Linked DNA regions of Mus musculus: regions 1, 3, 4 and 5 are each linked to region 2. A link is a contact called in public HiChIP or PLAC-seq and promoter capture Hi-C data. All regions are on one chromosome and are shown on one strand. Each heading gives the region's core, a stretch centred on a gene start, on an enhancer-like site or on the middle of the called end of the contact. The rest is flanking DNA. Distances are from core to core; before and after follow the strand shown.

Region 1 (4,188 bases), core at 1,540-4,039, 490 kb before region 2:
AGCCAATGGTGTGGGGTTCTCATTGTCACTTTTAGCTCTGCCCTATGGCTGTCAGAGTGGTGGCTCATACCTTTGATTCCAGCACTCAGGAGATAGAGACAGGCAGGTCCCTAAAAAGCATAACAAATAAATAAATAATCAGCTGTCTTATGGAGGTGAGGACAAGGAAGGAAAGATGCCCGAGAGGCCGCAGAACTCATTTGTGTGTGAGAGACATCGAGAACAAACATCTTATGAAGATTCCCAACTCAGCAGGGGGAAGTGTGACTGAATGGGCCAGTGAGATGAGAGGTAGCCCATTGGTCTATACACATGTGGTCTCTATGGCCTGGTCACCTTGTCAACTGTCTCCTCATGCTGAAGTGACTTTTAAGATTTTGTTTTTTGATCACTTCCTAGTCTTCCTAGCAATCAACCTAGCCCACTCGCTCAGTTTAAATTTAGACCATGGCCTTCATTATGACAAAATGCACACAACATAAAGTCCATCACCATATGTATGTATTCGTGTGTGAATGCATACCTGTGTGCATGTGAGTATGTGTGCATATGCATCTTTGAGTGTGTCTGTGCCACATACATGCACATGTGTGTATCTGTGCATGTGCATGCATGTCTGAATGAGTCTGTATTGGCATTTTCGTGTGTATGCTTGCATGCGTTCATGTGTTTGTGTGTGCATGCATGCATATATGTCATGAGCATGTATGTGTGTATGTGTGTGCACATATGTCACTAGGGATTCAACCCAGACTTTGTGTATGTCTGGCAAGCCCTCTCCTGTTACAGTCACAGCTCTTTTCTCAATTATTTTTTTAAAGATTTATTTTAGGTATGTGAGTATACTGTCCTTTCATCAGACACACCAGAAGAGGGCATCAGATCCCATTATAGATGGTCATAAGCCATCATGTGGTTGCTGGGAATTGAACTTAGGACCTCTGGAAATGTAGTCAGTGCTCTTGACTGCTGAGCCACCTCTCCAGTCCTCTTTTTTCATTTTTTATTTTTGAGAAGAAAACTGGCCTTGAACTTGAGTTCCTCCTTCTTCAACTTTTGAGTAGCTGGAGTTACAGGCCTGGGGCACCAGGCCCAGTGGAACCACTTTTAAATGACACCGGGCACATCTGTGGTCTTGGGCCATCATCATCACCAACCATCTTGAGAATATTTTGCTTTCTAAACAACAAATTGGGCCTCCTCTGGCAGCCTCAGGCTCCTCGATTCTACTCTAATACTGGGACTTGTTTGCCAGGGTACCTGGCACCCATCAGGGGTTGTCAGGTGGGGTCCGAACTTTATAGTTATCCTGCAGGAGAGGACTGGGCGGACTTGTGACACTGATCACAGATTGAAATTGAGATTTAGTTCCTTAAATTCCAGCTCCTGCAGTAGCCCTGTAGCCAGGCAAGAGACCAGGCTAGCCATGGAGAAGGGTGAATACGCGGTGCAGGGGATACACAGCTAGGCAAGCAGTGTAAGCCCAACGATAGTGTTACCATGGAGACTCAGCCCTTAGGACCACCTCTGTGGTTCACTGGGAATGAAATGAGCCTCTCTGGAGTGAGCCAACTTCATAGAAACTTTGCAGTGACCCTTCCTGCCTGCCCGGCACAGGTCACCCCTCTCGAGCCTCTGATGCCTCCTGTCCTGGAGAGTTCTGACTTCAGTGCCACGCCCTGCTGTAGGGACCCATCCTGGGGAGCTACGAGGCACTCCAATAACCTCTGTGGAATTCCTCCTGATGAATGGACACTTCTCCAGTCAGTTCTTCCTCAGAAGAGGGGAACTGTTCAGTCACACTGTTCCTCCCAGAGCCTAAGAAAGGCAGACATTGGTCCTAGATGAGGCCTGTCGCCTGTGCATGAAACAGTTGGAGGCAGTATATTCAGCAGAGTCAGAAGGAGGTGAGGGAGCTGGCCTTGGGCACCTAAAGGAAACTGCTGTTTGGGTTGAAGTTTGACCTCACCAGGTGCCTGGAGAGTAGCAACCCTCGACTGTGTGGCCAAGTGGCTTCACCACGCACCTGGGACCACCCTGTGTAATTGGACGAGTTCGTTACCGTTACCGTTTCCAGACATTTCCAAATGTCATGATGATGTTGTGCATCAAGGGAGCAGAGCTGTAGTGAAGGCTGTGGCTGAGCTAGGGAAGCAGGACTCTGCTACAAGCACTGTGTTTGTTGAATGAATACTTGTAAATGAGACACCATCCATCTGCTGCCATCTACTGAGCACTCACTCTGGGCCAGCCACTCTGCTCTCTCCTACAAAATTCCATTCCCTTTCGACAATTACACACACACACACACACACACACACACACACACACACACACACACAAACTATAAAGGAAAATTTTGATGCCTAGTTGATGTTCTCGTGCCTGCCTGAGCTGTAGGATAGACATGTTAAACCTCAGACTTAAGTGAACTTGCGTTTCCTACAAGGTGATGTAACTATAAACAGACACTTAATACCTCCGTGGACCACTTCCCCTCCCCATTCTCCTACAAATGTCCTGTTTAATGCCTAAGGTGTCAAATGGCTGTGAGCAGGCTATAGTTCTGGGAGGTTCAGGGCATTCCTGGGCCACTCCCACTTCCCACTGGGGCCTGGAAACCTTGTCCCTCCAGGTCAGCACTTCCTTGCAACTTTATCTGTCCTGAGTTCCAGGCCCCTGCCGTATTTGTCCAAATTAGAGTCCGTTTACTTTACAAACCACACTGGAGCTTCGCTGGGCACTCAGCAGCTGCTCCCCTGACGTCCCCAGCAGGGCCCTTGTTTGCAGTCAGCAAACAGACCGCCCTGACCTAGCCACTGTGTCGCTTGGCTGCCCCGGAGGGTGCAGCAGGTAACCGGAAGTGGCTTGCTGAAGTGGCTCTCGCTGCTCCCCCCCACCCCCCCCCCCCCGCCCTCTTGGTTCAGGATCTCTCAAGGGAAACAAGTGAAAAGCAAAACAAGGTGAATCCTGAAACGATTTGTACACAGGAGAAAGTGCAAAGATGTCTACCCGAGGCAAAAGGAAAGATCACGAAAAGGGTGCCCACCCTCTGCCCCACTGTCACTATGGCTGCTTGGTCCTTATTCCACCAGGGCACCCTCTTGTTCCCCGTAGAAATAAGTGGAGCAGACTGCTTTGAACAAGCTTTAGCAGGAGGACTGGTGGGGCTGAATGTCCTGGGTCCCCTTCAAGTGGTTTAAGCTGTGTGCAGCAACCAAGTGTGCTCACATATAGAATAGAGGTAAGGAACGTGTTGGGAGGGCTAATTCAGCTAATGAGCTTAAGGAACTAAGAATTGAGTCTGGCACACTGTCTACTCCCAGTAGCCATTGGCATCTTTGGGTGGTGGAGATCAAGACAGGGTTTCTCTGTGTATCCCTGACTGTCCCGGAACTCCATCTGTAGACCAGGCTGGCCTCGAATTCACAGAAATCCACCCGCCTCTGCCTCCCAAGTGCTGGGATTAAAGCACCACCATTGCCAGCTGCATCGTAAGTAATGACCAGGCTGTGCCTCAATAAAAATACACCAGGCTGACACACCCTAAGTGGAAAACCCTGTGGTCCACCAACCCTGAAGAGATCTAGCATGTGGTTGTGGCCCAATGTATCAGTTGCAGGATAGACTGGGAGCTGAGATCACTGCTATCTGCGCCCCCCACCCCCCACGTCATGAAAGAGCATCAAATTGCATGTCACTAGCCAGGGAGAAGAGCCACATTTAAAACCTGAAGTACCTGTTTCTCCTGAAAGCACCTGCTTTCGCCTCATCAGGAGGAGCCACCCTCAAGCAGACCCCTGTAAGTCGAGAACCATTAGCCTTAGGCTTCCCCTGTTATGGGGCCGGTTTAGTTACGGGTGTGTTACTAGGAATCCTTCCAGACAGGGAGCTGGTGGTTTGGGATGCTTGTCTGTATCCTATTCAGATGTGACATGGAGTCTGACAGGCCCAAACATGCAGCTCCTGATCCAGAGAGGTTGGGCCAGCAACCATACTGGGCCGGTCCTTCCAGCAGATCCCACACATGGTGTCTTCACCCATATGGGAGTGTTTGTAGATTTCAAAATTCTTACATTTGAGCAGATCAAGGGTCCAGCAGCCTGTGTTTAATATTTGGTTCCACCTGCAAAGTCCCCGACAGGCGTTGAGTGTGAAACGGAGCACCCTTAGCCCTCCCCAGCCCTG
Region 2 (4,198 bases), core at 373-2,872:
TCACTCTATGTCTTGACGTACAGTGGTTATGTAGGTACACTGATATATAACAACTGGGGAGTGGACACAGAAGATTTTGCACATGTGTTGCGCTTTGAATCTGGAGAGGGACTAAGACATTTCCTACGAAGGAGTTCAGTGCGGTTTGAGCATGGCTGCAAGTCCTACTCTGATTCTGAGTTACTTCCCTAGAACCCTTTAGCCCTTTAGAAAAATCATCTCTGCTATGGGAAAGTCACTAATCTAATCTCATACACAGCCAAAGCTAACCATTTTGCATTAATAGAGCCTGAAAAGAAAAGCACGCCACGCCATGCGTTTGAGATGTCCCTGTGCATCAACTCGCTTAAGAAAGGTACAGCGTTCTCCCCATCCTTTTCCTTTATAGCCTACATTTTTTAATTTTATCATCTTTTTTTTTAAAGTAATTGGAAACCGTTTCTGCTCATTTAATGTTGCAAAATGTTTTCTCTATTTGTCACGGAAGGTTCAAGCCAGAATCCTAAATGTTGGAAATGAAGGGGAAATAGGCCACTGGGCAGACTGAGGCCAAGCCAGGAGTGCCTCAGAAGGCTGCAAAACTAGGGCAGGGCCTGATCTCCCCCCACCCCCACCCCCGACTTCTAGAACTGTCTCCAACTCCAACTCAATCCAACCCCCTTGTCTTCCCAAACAGAAAGCTGACGCGAGACCGATTAGAACTGGGCAGAATGGGGACTTTCCCCCCTATAGTTAGTTACTATTTTCAATCACAGCTATGCTTCTACCCGAACAGGCAACTTGGGAGAGTAGTCCTAGGAGTCCTTGAAAGTGTCACTAGGGTTTAATCCTAAAATAAGAAAAGTATGGAGAGGGGAAGGGTAGCTAGTTTTTAAATTTATAAATCTGTTTTGCATAGTATTTCCAAAGTAACTAGCCACTGAGTGAAGCGAAAATTGGTACAGGTGGGGGTCGTTAGCAGGGATGACCGCTCTAGCAGAGGATGCTCGCAGTTTTCCCATTAGTTTGCTCTGTCAGCCTACATCTCAAAGAGGTGAGAACGCACCGGCTCGAGAATCTATAGTACCCAGAGGTCGGGTCAGGGAGTCTCGGGCCACCTGCGCTGCTGAAGAAGACTCTCAGAGGCTGACGGAGCATCCAAGCCCAAGCCCAGGCGCGGTGGCCTGGGGACTGAGCTGCAGAGGAGCGCTGCGGAGGAGGGTGAGGGCAGGGGTGGGCAAACCAAAGCCAAGTTCACCGCTTGAAAGGGGGGACGTGAAAGAGGGGAGTGATGCGGCGGCGAGGGGAGCGCGCGGTGGGTATGAGGGAGTGATGCGCGCTCGGCCGGGGTGCAGAGGGGGTGAGGGGCCTTACCAAGCAGCAGCAGCCGCCGGTCGCTGCGCTGCGCCAACGCCCGCATGGCCTCCGGAGCGCGCGGTAGCCAGGCCGCCGGCCCAGCCTGTGATGCGGTCCCAGCGGCGCGCCCCGGGCTGCAGGTGGCTCGCTGAAGGATGCGCGTCACTGACCACAGATTCCCTCGGACTGGTGCAGAGCAGAGGGGGAGGAACCTCTCTCCAGAGGCCGCGGCCGCTCGCTGCTAGGCGGGCTGAACTGGCGCAGTGCTGCAGCCGATCCCACGTGCCCGCCGTGGTCCCCAGCCTGCGCTCCTGGCACCGGGACTGCGGCAGGGGAGACTGGGTGCGGTTCGGCTGGGGAAGTTGCCTGGACTCCGTGGTTGAGTCCCCGGACCTCTGCTTTAAACTCCTAAGGGTGAGAAGAGTGGTGACACACAGACCTCCTTCTTCATGCGCGGGGATCTTTGATGTCCCGTGATGGGCACTGAATCGGTGCCATACACTGGTAACCCCGTGAGTTTTATTCCACATCTGGTAGATCTGCATTGTGGACTGATTTTCTTTGTCTCCCTGTCCTTTCTTATAGGATGTCCAAGATTCCCATCCACCTCCGACCCAGAAAAGCAGACGCGGTTTCAAGGTCAATAAATTAGAGAGGTTAAACAGACACCCAAACAAATTAGACCGTGCACCTCAAAGGATGTTTGGAGTTGTCACCTCCTAGTTCTGGCTTTTAGTCTCATAGTGTCTCTAGGTAACAATTATTTCCCGTGCATCAAGCTGAATATTGAAAGCACAGGATAGCAGCCCTGGCTTCCCCATGAAGGAACCCTCCTGAGCCATTTGTCCTCTGTGTCCTAGTTCTCTCCCCATAATGACGTCAGTAATATCGCTCCATCACAGCAGTCCTCCGCTCCTCATTCTTTTCATCGTTTTTCTCTTCAGGCATGACCCCTGAGAGCATACAAGCACACTAACAACACTGTTTCTCCTCCACTCAGTCCACAGCACTATCAGCCTTCCCGCTAGGGGAAACTTCAAAGTGACGTCCTCCGGGCAGCCACTGTGGAAAATGACATGGGCTTGGTGCTTTAGGCATTTTAAGGTCAGGTGCCCGACGCATGGATTCCACTTCTGGAATTGCAACAGGAGCATGAAGAAACATTCCAACATTCCTGCACACCACAGTGAGACTGTCCACTGATCAGCGGCCAGACGGAGAAATATACATATGTAAAGCAGCACATTTCATCTTTAATAGGGAGGGCAATTCCCACACAGCTACCTCTCCAGCCTATTCATGGATCTTTTTTTTTTTTTAATCATCTGATAGCTTTGTGGGGCTAGAGATGTAGCTCACCGGTAGATTGCTAGCTTAGCTCTTGCAAGGCCCGGGGTTATATCATCAGCAAGAAAAAAAGTAAAAGAAAAAGAAGAAGAAAAAGAAAAAGGGAAAGAAAAAGAAACACAGACCCAAAACCTTCCAGGTGTGGAGAGTTCACTCTCCGAGACATGTGGTGCTCAGGCTGCTGAGATGTGTATCTGTGGTTATCGGTTATTCATCTGGAACCAGAAGACAAAGCTTAGGTCCAGCCCATCCCAGGACAGTTCTCAGAGGCCAGCCTTCACTTGGGAGATCACTTCTTCAAACCAGGTTTTTGTTTGCTTAGTTTGCTTTTAGGCTTTCCCCTTTAATAAAATGGAAAGAGAAGACACCAACGCTAAGATCTTCCAGTCCTGGTACATTTGCAATTACAATAATTGACTTAAAAAAATTTCTAGAGCTGGGTTTGTTGCTATACACCCATAATGCCATGAGGCGGAGGCAGGTAGAGCATTAGTCAGCCTGGGCTACATAGCAAGACCCTATCTTAAAAAAAAGGGCCGGGCGTGGTGGCGCACACCTTTAATCCCAGCACTGGGGAGGCAGAGGCAGGCGGATTTCTGAGTTCAAGGCCAGCCTGGTCTACAAAGTGAGCTCCAGGACAGCGAAAGCTATGCAGAGAAACCCTGTCTCGAAAAACCAAAAAAAAAAAAAAAAAAAAAAAAAGGAAAGTGGAAGTAGGGAGATGGCTGAGTCAGTAAAGAGCTTGCCATACAACCATGAGGACCCCAGAACCCAGAGCACTCTTACTACTGAGCTACACCCCCAGCTCCGATAGAATCTCTTATAAGCATCACTATGAATAAAGAAGTCAGTGGCCAATGAGCTGGAGCAGGAAATAGGAGGTGGGACATCTGGGAGAAAAAGAGAGAATTCTGGGAAAGAGTTAGCCACAGGAGATTTGCCCGGAAAGCAGCCACATAGCTGAACTAATATAGAATAAGAGAGATAATTGGGTTATGAGCTAGTTGGAGAACAAGCCAAAGCTTATGGCCTAAGTATGTATTAATAATTACCCTCAGAGTCGTTATTACAGGGAACAAAGTGGTGTGGGAGAAAAAGCCCGAAGTTACAAACTCCCATTTGTTATTGAATCGGGATCTACCCTCGGAGGCCAGAAGGGGGCACTGGATCTCTTGGAACTGGAGTTATAGGCAGTTGGAACTTAACCTGAGCCAAGAAGCAGTAAGTGTTCTTTAAAAAGGAGCCATGTCGCTGGGCAGTGGTGGCACATGCCTTTAATCCCAGCACCTGGGAGTCAGAGGCAGGTGGATTTCTGAGTTCAAGGACAGCCTGGTCTACAGAGTGAGTTCCAGGACAGCCAGAGCTACACAGAGAAACCCTGTCTCGAAAAACAAACAAAAAACAAAAAAAAAGAGGGGGGGGGGGTGGCATGTCTCCATTCAGTCCCTGGAACCAATGTGAAAAAAACCAGGCATGGTGTTGAATACTTGTTTTGTTGTTGTTGTTGTTTATTTAA
Region 3 (4,502 bases), core at 351-2,850, 440 kb before region 2:
GCAGGCAGTGGTGGCGCACACCTTTAATCCCAGCACTCGGGAGGCAGAGGCAGGTGGATTTCTGAGTTCAAGGGCAGTTTGGTCTACAGAGTTCCAGGACAGGAGGGCTACACAGAGAAACCCTGACTCGAAAAAAAACAAAAACAAAAAACAAACAAACAAAAAAACCTTTCAATACTTTTCTGCTAACATTCTTCAGTATGAACCCAATTAGAGTATCTCTAAGCTGTAATGTATTACAATGTTTTATTTTTAAAATTGCTACTTGAGTTCCAAACTTGAGTTTCCTAATACAATATCAACAACAACAGTAATAATAAATAATAAATTATGGCTTGTGATTAGTACGGGAGTTCCAATAATTTCTAAAGTGAGCCTAAACACACTAACACTATTCATCAGTGCAGCCTTCACAACACTAAAAATTATGAAACTGTATCAGTTAACTCGGAAACGTGTTGACTATGCTCACAGCCTACACTATCTAATACTAAGCAAAGATTCAGGGCCAGCCAGATGGCTCAGTGGGTAAGGGTGCTTGTGTGTCTGTCTGCCTGTCTGTCTGATGTGTCTGGGCACCCATGCCATGGTGCCAGTGTGGAGGTCAAAGGACAACCTTGTGGACTGAGTTTTCTCCTTCCACCTTTAGGTTCCAGACACTGAACTCTGCCTTGCCTACTGAGCAGCTCTTCAACCTAATGATACTGATTTCTTTTTTCTTTCCTTCTCTCTGAGACAGGATCTCACTATGGAGACCAGGCTGGCCTCCAATTCACAGATCAGCCTGCCTCTGCCTCTGCCTCCGAGGGATAAGGCTTTATTCCTGACGGGATATGGCCTGACGGGAGCTTATTTCTACCACTTATTTCTTTACTTTTTTTCTGAATCGTTACACTTCATAATCACAAGCTCACATTGACATATTGAGGGCTTATATTCACTCCCGAAGGAAAGGATGGGTTCTAGTAGAATCCATATTTTGCGAAAATGACGTTGGCTTCATCCTATGACTGAATTCTCTCACCTTCAATTCCGGAAGGAATTTCAAAAGTCCTGACACGGCGAGCGGTGCACGCCTTTAATCCCAGCACTTCGGAGGTAGAGGCAGGAGGATTTCTATAGGTTTGAGGTCAGACTGGTCTACCGAGTGCGTTTCAGGACAGCCAGAGATAAATAGTGAGACCCTGTTGCAAAAACATCAAAAATTAAAGGAAAAAAAAATCCCAAAACGCTCACAAGGGGTCCGCAGCAGACACGCCCACCAGGACGCCATGCCACCAGGATGCCAGTTGTCCTACGCCCCCACCTTGCCCCCCAAATCCGTGGAAGGAGCGTGCGCGCGCACACAAACAGCGAAACTGGCTAGGCTGGCGAGCAAGTGATTATTGGCAGCTCGGCAACTGGTCTCGACTCCGAAGGCTGGTGCTGCCGCCACCCCACGTCCACGGAGGGCTCTCTGCACAGAATGTTCCCAGGACATGCATTCCCACCTCAGCCCCGTCGCCAAGCCCTCACCTCAGCGTTACCTGGGCCGGGGTAGGCGAGCAGGAAGAACTAGCAGGTCCGTACCTGGACTCCGCCGGAGCACCGCGTCGGCTTCCGTAGCAGGCGGAACTTCCTGAGTCCCTTAAAGGGAGGGTGCAGCTGCGGCCTGCGGATTCCACTAATGGAATAAAGCCCTCCGACAAAAAAAAAAAAAAAAAAAAAAAAAAAAAAAAGAATCGTGCAGCAGGCCTGAGTGAAACTGAGAGATTTGCTACTAACCTGCTGCTCCAAAGGCCAAGTGAACGCTAAAATATAGAGTCCCTGGAACAGTCACTGCATCGCTTCCGCCAGTTACATTAATAATGTTGAATAATGCCTTCTACAGTGCTAGACAACTGCAGGGCGGTGTTAAACTATTGCCACCTGCGGATCTGGTTTAGTGGAAGCTCTAGCTGGGTAGCAGGGTGCAACCCTCGCTCTCAAGATTGCTCTCTTCTGAGAAAAAGAGATGGATTCAGGTTCGATTACTGTCAGAACTGGGAGAAATCATAACAGACCACCCACATGTGGGATGATTGACCGCATTGGCCAGAGTCAGGCAAGAGGATGGTCAGAAACTTCGAGCCCCTGGGTGTTGCACTTTCAGGCTATTGGGGCCCTGCACCCTTGTTACCAAGCTGTTGACTGTCCCCTACTTTGGCGTTAAGTCCCTGCTTTTCCCCATTCTTCAACAGGGAACTCCTTAGAGAAGCCGCTGAATGTCCCTCATTTACAGACTACGTGTCTATAACATATAATTTATACATCTTGTCTTGTTTAATCCTCACCAAATAACTCAATCAGGGTAATATCTGATTGCAACTATTACTGGTACATCAAAATACCATCCTTTTATTGCAGGTGAGGAACCTGGGTCATCCTTAAATAGCTTTAGAGCCGCATCCAAGTCTCCCTTTCTTCATCAGATCACAGCCTCTGGCCCATGAGCCTTGTATCTGTGACAGGCAAAAGCTGAAGCAATTCTTTATGATCCAAAGGCCAGGGCTGGGCTCTGCATGTCAGCCATTCCTAAGTGAAATGAAGAATTACAGATACTTTTTATTCTGCCAGCATTAGTCCTCCATGGGACGATAGAAGCATAGTTGTGCAAATAAAGTGTGGAGACCACCTCTTGGATAGACAGGTCCATAACAGTTGTAAGTGCTCACATTTGTGATAAAGTTTCCATAAGCACCACAGTTCTAAACACTTAGCCTGTATTGAGTTAGTTTAATCCTCAAGACACCCTCATGATACACTGCCATCACTACCCATTTTTAAAAAGATTTATTTATTCATTATATATAAGTACACTTCAGACACCCCAAAAGAGGGCATCAGATCTCATTACGGATGGTTGTGAACCATCATGTGGTTGCTGGGATTTGAACTCAGGACCTTCGGAAGAACAGTGCTCTTAACCGCTGAGCCATCATCTCTCCAGCCCCATCATTGCCCATTTTATAGATGAGGAGACTGAACATGGAGAAGATACATGACTCGTCCCATCATTACACCCTGATCAGAATCAAGAATGTAAAAAGAAGTCTGGAGGGATAGCTCAGTGGAGGGATGATAGCTCAGTGGAGGGATGATAGCTCAGTGGAGGGATGATAGTTCAGTGGTTAAGAGGGTGTTGCTCTTTCAGAGAGGCTGGATCCTGTTCCCAGCATGCAGAACTGCCTGTAACTCCAGTTCCAAGAACCCCAGTGGCCTCTTACTACCTAAAAGGTGCTTGCACGCACATGGTGTACACACAGAGATATGGGCACACGTATACATACATAAACATAAATAAAAATGATTTTAAGAAGATTTTTAAAGAGAATGAAGGGGACTGGGGAAATAATTCAGTGACAATGACCAAGAACTCTTATAAGCTACAAGGTTTCATTGGGGCTGCCTTACAGGTTCAGAGGTTCAGTCCGTTATCATCATGGCAGGAAGCACGGCAGCCTGCAGGCAAGCATGGCCCTGGAGAAGGAGCTGAGGGTTCTACATCTTGATCTGAAGGCAAACAGGAGACGACAAGCTTCCTGGCCACTAGGACCAGGGTCTTAAAGTCCACACCTACATTGACATACTTCATCCAACAAGGCCACACTTCCAAATAGTGCCACTCCCTGGGCCAAGCATATTCAACCCACCACCCAGACTGTTTGTTTTATGTATTTCTTATGTAAGTGTAGGGCCTAGTACCTGCTAGCACTGAGTTAAATCCCCAACCCCAGAGCAAGAATACTTACTTAGCATGAGCAAGGCCCAGCTTCTACCCTCAGTACTGAAAAATAAGAGGGGGGGGGGGGAGAAAGAGAAAAAGGAAACCTGACCCAGTCTGGTGTTACAACCCTCTACTTGGTTAATGTCCTTCCGCCAAAGCAGTGACTGAGGAAGAGACGCTGCCCCTGAAAACGTGCAGTAAGCTGGATGAAAGGAATGTGTTACACCTAATAGACACCAACGATGCACTTAACAGATGAACAAAGGATTTAGCCTTTGATAAGGTTGTGGTTCAAGAAATTTAATCAGACAGACATTCTTGGCAACTGCAGCTTCCTGCCCAGCATCTTGTTTTAGCCTTGTTTTTTCACATCCTGAACTCTGCTCTAGCCACGGTGAAATGGGAGATGGCCTATTTTAAGCAACCATTAGGAACGTTGGGTTCAGCTTGGCTATGACAGGATTCAGAGACTCTTGAATAAAGACAGTAGGTAAAACAAGCAACCTGCCCCCAAGACTGCCTTGCTGCATTCATCCTCCTATTTGCCAAGGCACAGTTTCTGCTTGTCGGTCATAAAAGGACAGATATTAAGATTTCCTGGTCCCATTGCTGCCTCTGTTACGTTTGTCTCTTGTGCTCCCATAAAAAGCCCTGTCAGAATGTAATGTTTAATTAAGTCAGCAGATCTGTAAGTCCATGGTATTTTCTCCAAAATTCACTTCTACTAAGAAGGTCTCCATGGAAACAATCTTTCAGA
Region 4 (4,511 bases), core at 893-3,392, 340 kb after region 2:
GAGTGCTGGATTTAAAGTGGTGTGCCACCATGCCTGGCTTGAAAAATGTTATTTAAATGTTAATTATCACTCTATCATTACTGAATATGTTGTTTCCGTGTGTTTCAATGTCTGCATATGCCTAAGGATCCTTGTTTGGAAGATTTGGAACCTGAGAGAAAGTGACTCTCCTCCCTCCTCCCTCCTCTCCCAGCTCTGGCTGTCCTGAAACTCAATCAGTAGACCAGGCTAGCCTCAAACTCAGATCTACCTACTTCTGCCTCCCAAGTGCTGGGGCTAAAGGCATAAGCCACCACTGCTAGGAACATTTGTGTAGTTTAAAGTCATCCAGTTTATTGGATTTTTGTCAACAGAATCTTTACTTTTATTTTGAAACAGAGGCTTGCTAAATTGCTAGACTGGCTTTGAATTTATTTTGTAGCCTCTGTAGGCCTTGGATTTACAATCATGTTTTAGCCTCTGGAGTACCTGGATTCACAGGCCTGTAACACCTGACTTTGTTTTGCTGGGCTTCAGTTTTAGGTTGGTAGTTGCTTAGCTGGGTGGTGTAAATGGGGTGACTCCAACCCACATAGACACCAAAAGCAAGCTTTAATGTCAACTGTACCCTCCATGCTGCTCCAGCGACGTGAGAGGTGTGTCAGCCTGCTGGGGGTGACGAGGGTGCTGCTTGCATGTCGGGAGGGAACATGTCATCACTCTTCACTTGGTCTTAGTCAAAAAAAAAAAAAGGAGAGGCAATGCCCTACCAACCTAATGCTGCCCCTCCTCCCTCAAACTAAAGTTGGGTAGGGCCTGGTGGTGCAGGTCTGGGGGATCGGGGAGAGCTGAGGCAGAAGGACTGTGAATTCAAGGCCTGCAGAGCCTACAGAGGTCAAAGGCTAGCCCAGGCAATTTAGCAAGACCTTGTTTCAGAATAAAAGGAAAGAGGGTGTGGATGTAGCTCTGGTAGAGCATTTGCCTGGCATGTTTGAGGTTCAGTCCCTAGTAATGCCCAAATAATGAGGAGGAAGAAGAAGGGGAAGAGGGAGAGGAGGAGGATGGAGAGGAAGAGGAGGAGGGGGAGGAGAAGGGGGAGGAGGGGGAGGGGGAGGAGGGGGAGGGGGGAGGAGGGGGAGGAGGAGGGAGGGGGAACTCCAGTAAAGTTTTTTTAATCTTCCTTTTTAAGTTGACTTTCAGTTTCTTTTCCTTTTTTGTTTCCTTCTCTTTTCTTTCTTTCTTTCTTTCTTTCTTTTCTTTCTTTCTTTCTTTCTTTCTTTCTTCCTCTCTCTCTCTCTCTCTCTCTCTCTCTCTCTCTCTCTCTCTCTCTTTCTTTTTTTCTTTCTTTCTAAAGGGTTTCTCTGGGTAGCACTGCCTGTCCTGGACTTTGATCTGCAGATAGACCAAGATAGCCTCAAACTCAGAGATCTGACTGTCTCTGCTTCCAAGTGCTGTATTAAAGGCATATGCCACCACCTGGCTCAGTTTCCTTCCTTCCTTCCTTCCTTCCTTCCTTCCTTCCTTCCTTCCTTCCTCTCTCTTTCTTCCTTTCTCTCTCTTTCTTCCTTTCTCTCTCTCTCTCTTCCTTTCTCTCTCCTTTCTTTCTTTCTTTCTTTCTTTCTTTCTTTCTTTCTTTCTTTCTGTTTTATCTTTTTTATTTTTAAAAAAAATTATTTATTTTATGTGCATTGGTGTTTTGCCTGCATGCATGTCTGAGTGACGCTGTTAGGTCGTCTAGAACCGAGGTTACAGACGGCTGTGAGCTGCCACATGGATGATTGGTATTGAACACAGGTCCTTTGGAAGAACAGCCAGTGCTTTTAACCACTGAGCCATCTCTCCACTATTTTTTAAGTTAAAAAAGTTATTAATATGACCTGGAGAGATGGCTTGGGGGTTTTGAGCACTAGTTGCTTTTCCAGAGGACCAGAGTTCAATTCCCAGTACCAACATGGCAACTTATAATTATCTGCAACTCCAGTTTCAGGGAATCTGACACCCTCACATGAGCGTGCACACACACACACACACACACACACACACACACACACACACACACACAGGCAAAACACCAATGCACATTTAAAAAGAAGAGTTGGCTGGGTGATGGTAGCAGTACATGCCTTTAATCCCAGCACTTAGGAGTCAGAGGTAGGCAGATGGACAGCCTGGGTTCATACTGAGACTGTCTCCAAAAAAAAAGCTATTAATACAGTAAGTATGCGTGATATGTGTGTGTGGAAATCAGAGAACAACTCTGAAAGAAATTCTCCCCTGCTTTTATGTGAGTTCCAGGGATAGAATTCTGTTCTGCAGCCTTACCTATTGAGCCATCTCTCCAGCCACCGCTGCTTTTTAAGGATCCACAACAGTTCAAGGCCTAAGCATTTAGTTAAGCATTTCCTAGTATTTGCCAAAGAAGCTCCACTCAATATTTCTATGGAATGATTAAAAGTTATACATTTTCATGATCTGCTTTAAAAACAAAACAAAACAACCAAACATGAAGCCCTGCAAGACACCAGGGAAGTTGCGCATCTGAAAAGAGGAAGCCATTAGCCTCCAAGTCATGAGTAACCCAGCAGCTAAGAGCGCACCATCCATCTCAGAGTCTCAGACAAGCTTTCCCTTTTTGCAGGCTGCACGTACTGACTGGGACTCGTCATCATTTCCAAACGAATTCCTCCAAACCCGGTGACACTAGTGACCATCCCCTTCTCTCACATCTTAGGAGTCCTCCTCCAACCCATTTCTTTCTATTTCTAATTGACAAATGAAATCAGTATGTGTTTATGGCAGACTTGGTATTGTGAAATATGTTTCACAATAGGAGACCTGGCTGGCCCCTCGTATCCGGAGCTGGAATATCATTTCTTGGGGCAGAGAGCACTTGCTTCTTACTCTGACTGGATTTTCAGAAGCACAGGAACACACCTTTGCTAAGTGTCCTGACCAGGATGTACAGGACATGCCGAACATCTCTCTCAGCCTGAGCCCCTCCTAACACCTCAGGAATTTTCCTTTCTTCTTCTTTCACACGACGCATTCCTCCATCTGCGTTCACTGTCTCCATCTGCAGAGTTAGAATTTAAAAGAAGTTTAAGTTCTTTGGGTAGGACAAGCCTTGGACGTCGTGGTAACTATTGTTATTATAAATTATTATTATTATTTACCACACTTAGACCATATAGTCCCCAAATTAAGGACGCAAAACCTTTTAGATTTATAATAAGCCTCATAGCACTAGGGAGATGTGGGGCAGTGGACTGTGCCACCAGACAGGGGAACTGGTAAGTTTGCAGCAAAGTTCAGAAGCCTGATAAAACTCATGACTGTGAAGGGTGGAGCTTTGAACTAGCTCCCTGGAGCATGTGATCACAGCACCCCGTTAAGAGGACCATGACAACCAGCCAGGTAGCATAGAGCCTAGAGTTCTCCATGCTAATGAGGCATCTAGATAGGCCCCATAGGCTAAAGCCAATGAGCTTCCCTTCCTGGGCATCCCTTCCTGCAAAAGGGATTTAACCTCTGGTTCACCCTGAGTCAGTCATATGTATCCTCATCCGCTATGAATAAAGCAGTTTGGACAAGCAAGGACTGTCTCTTTCATCAAGGACCGCCGTGGGGGAGGCCTTGGTCATACAGAGCCGTGCCTAAGTACCCCATAGAGGGTTTCTCTTCTAGCCCCTCCACGATCCTGGTATGCACTCTTAGTTAAGCCTGATTCTCACCCCCAACCCACCCCTACCCCAAGTCATCTCAGGACTGTGGGGCTCCTGTTCTCAACTCCTCAAAGTTCCCAGTGGCATCTGGGTGCCCAGGAGTTTAAGAACCACATCTACGTCCCAGTCTCTGCTGCTTCTCACCTGGAGAAACACGGGATGGGACCCTTATCTTAGACTGTGTTCCACCTCCCCTAAGCGTGCATAGGAGGCTGGCACCCCAGTGGCACGGAAGAAACGCAGCTTTAGCACCCCTGCGTTTCACCCCCGAGTGGCATGTAATCAGCGTTCTGACACCCTAGCAAAATGCAGACCCACAGGCAGGTATCAACCCTCTATGCTATCTTGTCATCTTCCCTGTCAATATTCCCAAGATGTCACTTGCCATGTTCTGCTTGGGCCACTCCTACTTCAACAGGCCAGCCCTCATTAACACGAACTCACAATCCACCTACCCCATGGTGCCTTCTTCCTCCTATTCCTCCTTCTCTTCCTCCTCCTTCTCCTCCTCCTCCTCGTCTTGGTCCCTGACTCAGCCCCCAGGTCCTGGACACAAACCCCGGCTTACCTCTCTTATGTCCAGTTACACACTGTAGGCATCTTCATTAGCCAATCACAGATAACTTGGGCGGCAGGGTTTATACAACAAAAGCTGGTATATGTGAGGGTCTGCTCCTCTTGGAGCAACCAGACCTCGGGGTACAGAATTTAGCATCTGAATACAAGCAGCACCAGGCCAATCCCTTATACTCGGAACTGCCACAATAGCTCTGAGTGGTTCTTGCACGCCAACTTCAGCCCAAAACAATT
Region 5 (4,702 bases), core at 1,315-3,814, 330 kb after region 2:
TTTGGGAATAGGTATTATTATTAATTATTATTTTTGAGAAAGGGATTCCCTGTGTGGTTCAGGCTGACTTTAATTGGCTCCATAGCCAATGTCCACTCTTGGTTAGAACTCACCACCCTTCTGCCTTAGGCCTTGAGTTCTCAGGATACAGACAGGGCACTCACACCTGGCTGCTACTATTTGCATAATTTTTATTTTAACTCAGAGTTACTATTGGGAATACAATACACACACCCCAAGCTCACAATTTAAGTATTTCTAATTAGTTCTACCAAACTCTAAATGTCAGCTGCTTAAAAGTAAGGGAGAACAGGAGAAGGAGAGAGGGAAGGAGGAAATGAGGGGGAAGGGAAAAGAGAGAGAGCGGCGCGTAAGACAGACAGACAGATAGACAGACAGACAGACAGAGCCGGACAGAGACAGAGACAGAGGGGATGAGAGAGATGAGCCAGCGCAAGAGAGCACACTGGTGTGGAGCTAATCAAGGGTGTGGACTTAAACGAGAGTGTGTTGTCTTAAGCCTTGAAGAGGAGACTGAACTTTTATAGAGACACTGGTCTCGATAGCTACAGAGAGGACCGGTAATTATGGTAGTTAGGGCGTTGGTAACTAATAAATATCGAGGCTAGAACACCTGATGGGGCTCAGCGCCTGGCTAGCGGCGCAAAGCGACTTTGTACACTTTCCCTGAACTGCTTCAATCTGCCTCCACTGTTCGAAAACACAGATAAAATTACGCTTAGCCAAAACCAACCACGCTTTAAAATTAAAAAGTAGAGACATGTGTCAAGCAGAAAATCCAATAAAACGCCTGTTCCCCCCACCCTGTAACTTAAGGGTTTGCAGTAATTTTTTAAGCTAGTTTTGTCTTTATATAATAAATCAGTATTTAAACTCTCTAAGCGGTTGCATTTCCGTATAAGCAGCTCTTCGAAAATATTTGTGAAATAGAAAATACAATAACTCGTTTAATATCATTATTTTAGAACCTAACCAGCCACGTCGGATTCTGGCTTTGCCATTTTAGTCCGTTTTAATTATAAACCCCTGTTCATTACTTTGAAACGAAGTACAGTCTTCCCATTTCAAAAGGCTTATTTTTACTGTCTTTTAAAACCTTGCTGCCTTTCTTTCTGGGGCCACTACTATTCTACCTGACTCTTTAGTCTCTATCTTCTTTCCCAACCACGCTGGTTTAAATAAAGACGCTCTGGTATGCGTCTCTGCGCAAAGGGACCTCCCGCCTGCAGACCTGGAGTTAGAGTTCCCGAGGTCCCTCCAGCTTTTTGACCCTTGGATGACGACGGTCTCCACATTAAATGCTCCTAAAATCTGCCGGCCCCTGATCGGTCGCCCCCCCCCCCCCGCCCCGCGCTTTTCATATCCTAGAGAACGCTGATTTAGGAGGTCGCAAACTTCACCTACTACTTAAACCACAGCTTTCAGTCTAAATTGTCAGGTGGTTTTGTTTTTTTGTTTTTTCTTCTAGATTCATAACCTAAAGGTAGGGCTTAAAATTCCAAAACTTGCTGCCGGGTCGCTTTGGGTCACTCACTCACTCCGAGGACCTGGACCGCACACCCGCCCCACACCGCGGAGGCCCCACCCGGGAGACGGCGCTCCGCGAACTGCTGGGAAGAAACCCTGCAGACTGTGCGTTCCCCAGCTTCCTCCGGACGGACCCAAGCGGGTACGGGAGTCAGAGCTGGCCCTTCTCTGGGCTCCATCTGCTCGCCGCGGGCACGGGACCCCTCCCAATTTCGTCCTCCTTTGCTCTGGTGGAGCGAGCTCATCGCTAACGACCCCACCTCTGTCCAGCCCCGGGCAGCCTCTCTGACATCTAGCTTGCTCCAACTAGCCCTTGAGGACTCTGCTGCAGCCTAGGAGCAGGCTCTGGATGCTGAAAGGTCCACCCGTGTGGTGATCTGCACTCCCAGAGTCTAAGGAGTGAGCGCCTACCCGGGAACCCGGTAGGGGACTAGCGGCTCCGGCTACACCCGGCAGGCACTCTGGCTCTGACCCCAGCGTGGAGCTAAGGAGAGTCTAAGCGGTGATGCCAACTTCCAGCGGCGCCCACTTGGGGGGTGGAGGGGAAGACGTGTGTCCCGAGGCGTACCCGCTGCTACAAGTGTCCCCGGCTCCCGCCGGAGCTCGCTTCCCCCGGACCACCCCGTGGCTGCCCATCCCCGCCGAACTCCAACTCATGGTCCCTGGCGCGCCTCACCTGTGAGAAGCAGACACCCGAGCAGCGCGTAAGGCAAGACCGCGGTGTCCCAGCAGCTGACCATGGTGAGCAAGACGCGGCCTGTTGGCCCGGTGCCCGCGCTCTCCGAGGCCGACGGCGCAGCCGCTCGAGCCGGTCCCCTCCTGCTTCTGCTTGGCGCCGCGAGAGCCCTTCTCCGCGCCTGCAGCCGAGGGGGGTGGTGTGGGGGGATCCTCGCCGTCCCGCGTCCGCTAGCCGCTGCGCTTGAGTCCCGGAGCCCGCTCCGAGCAGCAGCCACCACCACTAGCACTACCTCCCGGGAGTGTCCGCCACCGCGCTCCGAGCCTCTCAAGGACCTCGCTGAAGTGCAGCCGAGGGCGGGGGCGATTTATAACCTTTCCCCAGCCCACTTCCTACCCCGGCACCTCCTTCCAGTGACGTCAAGGGGTCCCCCACCCCTCATCCGCCTCCCCACCTACCCTCTTCTTCCTCCCGGAGGGGCGGGGGCCGGCGAGGGCGGGTAGCCCGGGGGCCAGAGCGCGCGTGCGGTGGCGCTAGGCGCGCGGGTCGCCGGACAGGTTCGCAGGTTCAGGGTCCTTGCTCTGTGCTCTGCTGCCCCAGCCCCTCCTGCCCATCGCTCTCAGGAAATCCTTACCCAGCTCCCTCCACCGAGCTTACTCAGCTCTGGTGACCGCCCGAAACTGAGGAGGGGACCGTCTAAGTGCACCGCCCTGCCCCCGGGGCGGGAAGTCTTATCCTAGGGAAGCTGGCCGCGCCTCCCGCGACGGTGTCCCTGGCACCGAGGAACGAGGCGCAGTCGAGCCCTCTCCCGAGCGGTCCCGCCGGTCCCTGACCCCGCCAGACTGTTGCCAGACAGCGAAGGAAGGCGCCAGAGACCCTCCGCTTAAGGCACTTGGACCCGGAGCGTCCGAGGGAACCGGACGCCTTGCCAGGCACCTTCGGAAAGAGCGCGGGGCCGCGCGGGTCCCAAGGGAGGGAGTCTGTGTCTTTTTCGGCTGCATTAATGCACCCGCCCAAGCCATTTCCTCAACCCTCTGCTTCCTAGAAGCAAAACAAGGAATAACATGTTACCTTAAAAAAAAAAAAAAAAAAAAAAAAAAAAGCCAAGGCGTGAGACACGCTCCTGCAACTTGTAAGGGCCAAGAACTTGAACTCTAGGTCTGAAACGCTGGATGGAAAACAAATCTTTTTGGTGGAAGCCGGCTAGCCAAGATGACTGACTCGAATGTTCTTGGAACAAAAAACGGGTGAAATTAACTTGAGACACTAGATCATTTACGATGACACTAATTCCACGTTGTTCCTCAATTATGCATCCATTAACTGGAAGGCTGAAGTCGTCCCGGCCTCCCCGGAGCAGCCCAGTCTTGTCCCTGTAAATACTGCAGGTTTGAAAAATAGCCTCAATAGAACCTGCCAGATACCCGTGATAAAATGGCTCCTAAATGGGACCAGAGGCTTTTCCTGAAGGACTAGACTAAACCTCCGGTAGGGAAGGTTGCGCAACCTGAGTTGCCTCATTCCTAAGAGAGTCTGGGCCACCACCACCCGCAGCTCTACTAGGGCACCGGGAGCCTCTGAGCCAGGGCAAGTGAGATTCCTTTTCTCCTTCATGGTCTAGCAGAAGGGAAAGACCGCTGTGAGCCTAAGCTCACCTGCGGACTTCCCCAGCCAATTCTGATTTCTCTACAAGCTTCCACTAGGGTCAGTATTCCTGCCCTCTGCCTCCGGCGCCTCAAATTGCTCTCCAATCAGGAATCATGCAGGATGGCCCGCACTAGGTAGTTATAATTCTCCCAGCTGAATCTCCGGCCTCAGACGGTCTTGACACACCCACACGGTCAAACTGTCCCTGTCTCCCCTAAGAGCTATCCTAACGCCCACGCATCTTTTAAGAGGTCTGCTCAGCCCCTTTAAGCAATGGCAGGTGTTTGGGCTGGGGAGAGCTTGCCAATTGGAAACCCATCGCCACTGAGGCTGGAGGTGCTGCGCTGAGCAGGCCGACAGAAACCAAGACACACAACGTGAAGGAGGTGTACGATTCTAGAGGGGTATGAAGCCCACCATGAGCACAGAAACACGGGCATGGCTTATTGTAGGGGAAGACCAGCGAGGGGAACTACCAACTTGGGGGAAGTGTTGCATGTACAGTCCCCAAAGGTTTAGTTTAATGCGTTGTTTTCAAAAGGCATTTTGATGTCTTTAAATACTCAAGGAGATCCTTATGAGTTTGTTGCCAGAAATGATCCCACAATGACTTTATGGGATCATGAAGCCAGACAGGTATTTGACCGACAGCCAAAACCATCTATAACTTAAGCTGTGCATTAACAATGCTAAAATATCGCTCAATTATCTAAGATTAATGGCCTCGTAATTGAAGTAGCTAAGGTTTATATGCTGTGGCTTTCGATACGTTTCTCCAACTCTTTTGAAAAGCCCCAGACTTTTAATTTACAGCCAACAACTTCCACACCA

Evidence for each region. Promoter capture Hi-C pulls out the DNA fragments that hold promoters and counts their contacts. HiChIP or PLAC-seq counts read pairs in DNA pulled down with a chosen protein or histone mark. Capture Hi-C pulls out chosen DNA fragments and counts their contacts.
Region 1: a promoter capture Hi-C map of embryonic stem cells shows a contact between it and region 2, with 5 times the contacts expected there. The contact joins the enhancer-like site here to the promoter of Flt3 in region 2. A contact is called at or near these places in 8 of 39 promoter capture datasets (the 3T3-L1 cell line, embryonic stem cells, hippocampal neurons and 3 more), 1 of 484 Hi-C or Micro-C datasets (embryonic stem cells), 4 of 115 datasets of contacts at active chromatin or transcription factors (bone marrow-derived macrophages, craniofacial prominence, pancreatic cancer cells and 1 more) and 1 of 9 other capture datasets (embryonic stem cells).
Region 3: a promoter capture Hi-C map of liver shows a contact between it and region 2. The contact joins the promoter of Mtif3 here to the promoter of Flt3 in region 2. A contact is called at or near these places in 5 of 39 promoter capture datasets (the 3T3-L1 cell line, the C10 cell line, the HPC-7 cell line and 2 more), 1 of 484 Hi-C or Micro-C datasets (B cells), 1 of 115 datasets of contacts at active chromatin or transcription factors (acute myeloid leukemia) and 2 of 9 other capture datasets (liver and macrophages).
Region 4: a promoter capture Hi-C map of hematopoietic stem and progenitor cells shows a contact between it and region 2, with 2.4 times the contacts expected there. The contact joins the enhancer-like site here to the promoter of Flt3 in region 2. A contact is called at or near these places in 10 of 39 promoter capture datasets (the 3T3-L1 cell line, the C10 cell line, the HPC-7 cell line and 5 more), 2 of 15 datasets of contacts at CTCF or cohesin (large pre-B cells and pro-B cells), 19 of 484 Hi-C or Micro-C datasets (B cells, the Ba/F3 cell line, the G1E-ER4 cell line and 12 more), 12 of 115 datasets of contacts at active chromatin or transcription factors (the 230-238 cell line, acute myeloid leukemia, bone marrow-derived macrophages and 5 more) and 2 of 9 other capture datasets (adipose tissue and embryonic stem cells).
Region 5: a contact with region 2 is called in an H3K4me3 HiChIP or PLAC-seq map of embryonic stem cells, with 42 read pairs. The contact joins the promoter of Flt1 here to the promoter of Flt3 in region 2. A contact is called at or near these places in 19 of 39 promoter capture datasets (the 3T3-L1 cell line, the C10 cell line, the HPC-7 cell line and 9 more), 2 of 15 datasets of contacts at CTCF or cohesin (large pre-B cells and pro-B cells), 33 of 484 Hi-C or Micro-C datasets (B cells, the Ba/F3 cell line, the G1E-ER4 cell line and 13 more), 7 of 115 datasets of contacts at active chromatin or transcription factors (acute myeloid leukemia, embryonic stem cells, microglia and 1 more) and 1 of 9 other capture datasets (embryonic stem cells).

Annotation. Positions count from the first base shown.
Region 1 is chr5:146,909,727-146,913,914 of GRCm38.p6, forward strand. No RefSeq gene overlaps it. Among named protein-coding and RNA genes, the nearest start is that of Gm10858, 15 kb to the left of the region's middle. Within about 2 kb of position 2,790, at least 50 of the 459 cell types and tissues checked have an H3K27ac peak or open chromatin away from gene starts, as enhancers often do. A contact at or near this core is called in embryonic stem cells, liver, pancreatic cancer cells and 1 more, where this site is marked.
Region 2 is chr5:147,398,867-147,403,064 of GRCm38.p6, forward strand. It overlaps Flt3 (FMS-like tyrosine kinase 3), which reads right to left and starts at 1,623. Exons shown (of 24, transcript NM_010229.2): 1 at 1,354-1,623. The coding sequence starts at 1,399. Gm26597 (predicted gene, 26597) reads left to right here and starts at 688. Exons shown (of 2, transcript NR_165432.1): 1 at 688-1,033; 2 at 1,921-3,053.
Region 3 is chr5:146,962,197-146,966,698 of GRCm38.p6, forward strand. It overlaps Mtif3 (mitochondrial translational initiation factor 3), which reads right to left and starts at 1,601. Exons shown (of 4, transcript NM_001256102.1): 1 at 1,527-1,601.
Region 4 is chr5:147,740,104-147,744,614 of GRCm38.p6, forward strand. Gm35541 (a long non-coding RNA gene) reads right to left here. Exons shown (of 4, transcript XR_868712.1): 3 at 4,270-4,511; 4 at 2,092-3,052. Among named protein-coding and RNA genes, the nearest start is that of Gm35541, 11 kb to the right of the region's middle. Within about 2 kb of position 2,143, at least 29 of the 459 cell types and tissues checked have an H3K27ac peak or open chromatin away from gene starts, as enhancers often do. A contact at or near this core is called in acute myeloid leukemia, bone marrow-derived macrophages, hematopoietic stem and progenitor cells and 1 more, where this site is marked.
Region 5 is chr5:147,723,447-147,728,148 of GRCm38.p6, forward strand. It overlaps Flt1 (FMS-like tyrosine kinase 1), which reads right to left and starts at 2,565. Exons shown (of 30, transcript NM_010228.4): 1 at 2,225-2,565. The coding sequence starts at 2,288.